Regions from separate parts of the Zea mays genome. Here region 1 is linked to region 2. The links are chromatin contacts, called in public Hi-C maps. All regions are on one chromosome and are shown on one strand. Each heading gives the region's core, a stretch centred on a gene start, on an enhancer-like site or on the middle of the called end of the contact. The rest is flanking DNA. Distances are from core to core; before and after follow the strand shown.

What was found. A called contact is a pair of places that touch in the nucleus more often than the background predicts.
Region 1: a Hi-C map of ear shows a contact between it and region 2, with 2.3 times the contacts expected there. The contact joins the promoter of LOC100192699 here to the promoter of LOC541624 in region 2. A contact is called at or near these places in 3 of 25 Hi-C or Micro-C datasets (bundle sheath, ear and tassel).

What each region holds. Positions count from the first base shown.
Region 1 is chr10:150,361,176-150,364,242 of Zm-B73-REFERENCE-NAM-5.0, forward strand. It overlaps LOC100192699 (oligosaccharyl transferase STT3 subunit), which reads right to left and starts at 1,670. Exons shown (of 6, transcript NM_001137902.2): 1 at 637-1,670. The coding sequence starts at 1,497.
Region 2 is chr10:150,121,527-150,124,908 of Zm-B73-REFERENCE-NAM-5.0, forward strand. It overlaps LOC541624 (cytokinin response regulator 2), which reads left to right and starts at 1,433. Exons shown (of 2, transcript NM_001111379.2): 1 at 1,433-1,907; 2 at 2,019-2,637. The coding sequence starts at 1,715. The coding sequence ends at 2,305.

The DNA of each region.
Region 1 (3,067 bases), core at 420-2,919, 240 kb after region 2:
ATGCAGCAGTATCTCTTAATGTTATAAGGAATTTTGGTATCAGTATGCATTTTCCCAAATCAGTGTTTTCTGATGCATGCTGCAGCCAGCTCAGACTTAAGCAACTAATGTGGCATTTAATTTGACCTCAGACATTTAAGTCAAATTTTACTATTCTAATCAGTGAAACATACTTACATGGACACTAGCACATGTGTAAGTGTATCACTAGATTGCGAGTGTCCACTTCGCAAGATTTATTGGGCACACGGCACACTTCAAACGTGGCACAGGTAACGGAAGATATGACATGGGTTCTAATATGGGGGTGTTTGAATGCACTAGAGCTAATATTTAGTTGGCTAAAATATAGCTAGTGGAATTAGCTAGCTAACAAATAGCTAGCTAACCGTTAGCTAATTTGCTAAAAGTATCTAATAGCTGAACTATTAGCTAGTCTGTTAGGATGTCTTCAGCTAATTTTAGCAGTTAACTATTAGCTCTAGTGCATTCAAACATGGCCTGTGTCAGCCATCAAACAACTCCAGACTATCTATCTACTAAATCAGTTATATGATATTCAAAGTGGTGGTGTTCATTTGGTCTCGGTCTCCAAATTGGATCAACCCATGCCATAAGAATGCAAATGAAAATTACCTGCAAAAGGAAGAAGACTCCCATAGCAGCCATGTGCTCTCCGGACTGCACATGTTGGAATCCAACAAAACGGATCTGCATCGCAAGCAACATCCCAAGCACATACATGCAATTGTAGGCCACGTAGAGCCTTTGTGAGTACCTCCCGGTAACAAGCAGCACAAGCACATAGAGCGGGACGAGATTGATGATGAACACGTAGCCTCCCCATGCCGACACCATGTAGAAGTAGCCGAACGCCGAGGCAAGCGCCCAGGCGAGCGACCCGGTGTTGACGGCGCGCACGAAGAAGTAGAAGGTGAGCAGCAGCGCGAAGATGGCGACGCCCTCGTTATCGTAGGACCCCGCGACGGAGCGGGAGATGTAGCCAGGGACGGTGGCGATGAGCGCGGCGGCGACGAGCCCCGCCCCGGAGTCCCAGATCTCGCGGCCAAAGGCGTAGGCGACGAGAGTGGTGTTGGCGGCGAAGAAAGGCGCGGTGAGGACGCAGACCTCGCGGATGTGGACAGCGAGGGAGAGCGCGCGGAGGAGGCGGTGGAGCAGCGCGGCGGTCACCATGAGACCCGGGAAGAGAGTCCCCCCGACGACGCGCCCGAGCGGGTACCAGCTCTCGGAATCGAACCAGTTCCAGAACTCGCTAAAGCCGTTCTCGGTGAGGAAGAGCGTGGTGCGGTAATTGAAGTAGGGGTCGAACTCGTGGATCATAGACTCGTAGCGGAGGACGGAGAAGAGGCGGACGGCGAAGGCGAGAACGTAGATGAGCGCCAGCGCCGAGACGCGGAGCAGTAGCTCCTGCTGCTTCGTCTTGAGCCGCAGTGACCGGAGCGGCGCCGGGAGGGAGGCCAGAGCGGAGGGTGCCATGGCGGCGCCACGCAGTGATCCGGACAGGGTCACTACTCACTAGGGTTTCATTTCATGCGCGCGACGTCTGGGGCAGGGGGGGTTTAGTGTGGAATTCGTTTGGTCTGGATCTGAGATCAGGGGACGGGCGGGGAAGACGAGTGCAGCGAGAGCGAGACCGAGACCGAGCGGAGGCGACGGCAAGCCAGGTTCTGTCGGGGAGTCTAGTGGATATCCATATCCATTTGGATTTTGGAGCATAAACATACTGACTGGTGGGACCAGGACGGTCGGGAGGCAGTTGTCTGATGTGGAGGATGGCACGTAGGCGCATCTGTTACACTGAACAATGAGTCCCACTAGAATCAGAGTGGGCGATAGGCTGAAAGGGAAAGGACACGTTGGTTTTTCTTTGAAGGACATACACTTGCTGATTTGCTGTAGGGTTGTACCTACATGTCAGCTGTGGAGTTACTAGCCTGCGTAAGGTGTAGAGATGGCAATAAGTAAAAACCCACTGGATATTAATTGGCCAAACTCATACCCGCGAAGAAAAATACGCCCGCTAAAAAATTCATACCCATGACAGGTATAAAATTTTGCCCAAATCCATACTCATGCGGGTTTCGGGTACCCAACAGGTTTCTCATACCCACTAACATCAACATAAAAAATAATTCATCATGTAAATGACAATCAATACATTAATAAGCTAGCATAAAAGGAACAAGTGATAACTAATTTTAGCCTAAAATTTGTTACATAAATTTTATTTCAATTAGAACATATTCAATTAATAATATTATGATACATATTTATAAGGAATAATGATTTTAAGGCGGGTTTTAAAAACCCATGGGTTTGCGGGTATGGGTAGTGGAAGAACAAACCCATATCCATGTACCCGTTGGGTTTCCATTTGAACCCATTAACAAACCCATGGGTAAAAAATTGACCCAAATCCATACCCTAATAGAGCAAAAACCCAACGGGTTTCGGGTAGCGGGTACCCATTGCCATCTCTAGTAAGGTAAAAATATAGATGTTCCTGTGCAAAGTCTGTTAAAAAATAACTTTATCGATAGAGAAAAGTGAGAGAACTTAAGTTTGATCTTAAGAATCAGGTTGAAATAGTCTACGAGATGTTTCAGCAAAGACATATGCTTCGTTTGGAAACTAAGTTTCGGTAAATAAATTGTGACGACCCTTGTGTTTGTTTCTTTGTTTTCCCTCCTCTCTATGTTATCTTCCATTTATTTTCATTCTAATTATCTTGACTCTTGAGTTGCTCACAAGTTTATTCCACACATACATTGAGCAAGACTTTACAAAAACTCATCACTCTAACTCCGATTATCTTACCTCTTGCTCTAACCGACTAATTTGGAATCAGGTTTTTGTTAGTAAGTGAAAAATTCCAGGTTTCGCGTATTCACACATCTCTGGATGACTTTCAAACTTCAATACTCTATAGCTTCTTAGTAGACTATATATCACATGTGTTGGATTATCTTGTATTGTATTAGACTATCTTGTACCTTTTAAAAACTAACTTGTGTTATATAAGACTACCGTGTGATTCGAAACTTGT
Region 2 (3,382 bases), core at 183-2,682:
TTATGTAAATCAGTTCCTTAAATTTACAAACTCTCTACAAAACTCAATTTCATCCCTACATTTACCAACCTTGTTGGGACTCCCTAAATCAACGTAGGTACTAAATCCATTGTGAAAATCACACTTTTGCCATTGTTTTGCGTTGTCCCACTGTCCTGTTGACCACAAATTCATCTACAGTGCCCAGATGTCTTGATGCCGCCACTGCTAGACAACCTTTTATGTCGAGGCGTCGTCAGAGCACATCCTGTGATGTCTTGAAGCCATCACCGTGACGTCTGGTCTTCCATCGATAACTTTGACCTCTCAAGACATCAAAGAAGGTTGTTGATATAGATTTCTACTGTCGGCTCAGTTAAAAATAGAAAGCATGCTCGTTTATTTTATGTTGTCATAGACAACTTTCAAAATTCGCAATCAATAAATAGGGAACTGTTAGAGCACATACATTTTTCTACTCCTTAAAGTGTTTAGCAACTTCTTAAATCTATAATTTAAGGCGCTAAATGTACATAACTATTGGAGAGAGGTGAGACCTGCTATAACCCCCACAAAGTTTATTGCTTGAGCAAGGTTGTGTTAGAACCAATTACTTGTTTGGTTAGAAGAAGTTTGGAAGGGTCAAGAGGGATTGATGGGAGAAATTAATTTATTTTTCCCTTAGGACATCCTTTGGGATCGTAGGGGATTAAATGAGCGAAAATATCTTTTTGTTCTTCCAAACATGTTTCTAATCTCTACCGATCTATTTCTAACTAAACAAGTCCTAAGAGTTCGATCACGACATTGTGTCGTATTTGTGTACTTAAACCCCATATCCCACTACTGTCACTTTGAAATTGATCCGATCATACCCACCTCTATTTGTTGTCGTTGTAAATGAACAAAACGACAGCAACAAAAAAAGGAAAAAAAACTCAAACAACTTGTCCGCATGAGTATGACCGTATCCAAACAAAGCATATCCGGATGCGTACTTGAATATAAAGAAGAATTGTTTTAGAAATCCGAGGAGATTTGCCTTGAAGAATTTGTTTTGTACATCCGAGGAGATTTGTCTCGAATATAAAGTAGAAATATCGTGGAAATCCGAGGAGATTTGCGAACAGCTAGCTAGCTGCCTTGCTCACCTAGAAAGGGTCGCTCGGCGGCGTGCAAAAGGCGAAGCGGCACCAACTCACAGGGATGCGCACGCAACGCAAATCTGGCCAGAATCCGAAGATGCAAATACCAGGGGGCCAAAAGAAGGCGCGCGTACGTGGGTGGGCGGGCGGTGACAGCGAGAGGCGAGGCAGGGAAATCCCTTGCGTATCGCCGCGCGGGCCCCGCCGCATGGGCCCCCCCGCGGATCCGCGCCCCGGATCGGCCTGGCCCGCGTGCCGTGCCGTCCTATACTCGATCCGCGCGCCTCGGATCCCCTCTGAGATTTGCCCCGCCACCACCACCATCCCTGCTTGCTAGCTACCCGCTGCTGCCGTGCCGTGCCGAGTCTCCTCCTGACTGACTGACTCCTCCCCTGCACTGCACCTGTGTATATATACACGCCCGCCCGCGCCTCCGACTTCATCGCCGCAACCGCCCGTCTGCTCCTGCTTAGTACATACATCCACACTCGCAAGAGAAGGAGAAGAGATCTCCGCGTCCGCAACCGCATCGCTTCCCTCCCGGCGCAAGAAGAAGATTCGGTTGGATTGTTTGTCTCTTGCAAACTGCAATGGCTGCTGCTGCCACTGCTACTCCGTCCGTGGCGCCGGAGGCCGGCGACCGGAAGGCGGTGGCACCGCCGGTCGACGCGGTGGATCTGGATCTGGAGCTGGAGCTGGAGGAGAAGCACGTGCTGGCGGTGGACGACAGCTCCGTGGACCGCGCGGTGATCGCCAAGATCCTGCGCAGCTCCAAGTACAGAGGTGAGCACCGAGCAGAGGAAGAAGCGGTGCCTGCCTTGGCTGTCCGCGCCCGCGCAGCAGCTCGTTTTATTTGAACCATGCAGCTAACCTCCTTGGATTTTACGTGTGCAGTGACGACCGTGGACTCGGCGACGCGCGCGCTGGAGCTGCTGGCGCTGGGGCTGGTCCCCGACGTGAACATGATCATCACGGACTACTGGATGCCCGGGATGACCGGGTACGAGCTGCTCAAGCACGTGAAGGAGTCGTCGGCGCTGCGGGCGATCCCCGTGGTGATCATGTCGTCGGAGAACGTGCCCACCCGCATCAGCCGGTGCCTGGAGGAGGGCGCCGAGGACTTCCTCCTCAAGCCCGTCCGCCCCGCCGACGTCTCCCGCCTCTGCAGCCGGATCCGGTGACCGCCCGCGCAAGGATGGAGGATCTGGTTGCGCGCTCTGACTTAATTAGAGGAGTTGTTAGGATCCAATTTTTTGTGTGTTCGTTCGTTCGTTCGTTCTTTTCTTTCTTTCTTCTTGGACATAGATCTGCCGCCGCCGCCGCCGCAGCCGCTGCCGTCGACTGAAACAAGAAGCTAACTTAGTTTTAGGATCCAGGTTGTTGTTGTTGTTAGGAAGGGGAGTCGTTGGGGGCATTCACGGATGTTCTTCTTCGTTTCCCCTCCCTCCGTGCCTGAGGCTGCAAAAATATGCCCCCCAGACATGAAGAAAACAAGACCTGTTAACAATTCCAAGATCAGAGCCTTATTGCTTCTTTTCTTTATCTTGTGATCTTGTCTCTTCGTAACATCAGTTTCAGTTCCGCTCTTAGCTGCCGTTGCATAGCAAGAACGACGACAGGTAGTAGGCTGTGCGAATCAGATCGGAAAGAGATTGTTATTCCTCTCTTAGCGCTGTGCGTATCGTATCGTATCGGCAAAACATATGATGGAGTAGTATATATTATTTAGGTGGTCAGCTGCTGTTGCATAATGCGAGTACGGTGTGCAAATTGCAAATAAAACCTAATAGTAAATAAATAAATAGAGAGGGGGAGAGGCCAAACGAAAAGAAAAGTCCACGGCCCCACTCGGGAGGATATGACAGCGGAAGGATCTGTTGAAGGATTTGCTTACCTGGACTGGACGCAGCAGATTGTGCAGGAGGGACCCTGTCCTGTTCTGTCCTGTTGGTGGGTGGTGCCCAGAAGCTGCAGGATCGGATCGCCAGAGGATCCGCGACGAAACCCATCGGTACGCACACGCCACCAGATGCTACTACAGCAGGTTTTTTTTTGGCGTCGCACGGCCCCGGATCTTCATCGATCTTCAATTTCTCCTTTCCTAGAAGACGACGTCAAAGCTAAGCTGGTGTCCCTGTGCTGTGCGTTCGCTTCGTCGATGAAAGGAAAAGTCCGCGCATCTGCGTTCTCTACACATTGACTGATGCATGGAAGAGAACCAAATGACTCATGTTCCGTCTTTATATTTACTTCAACGA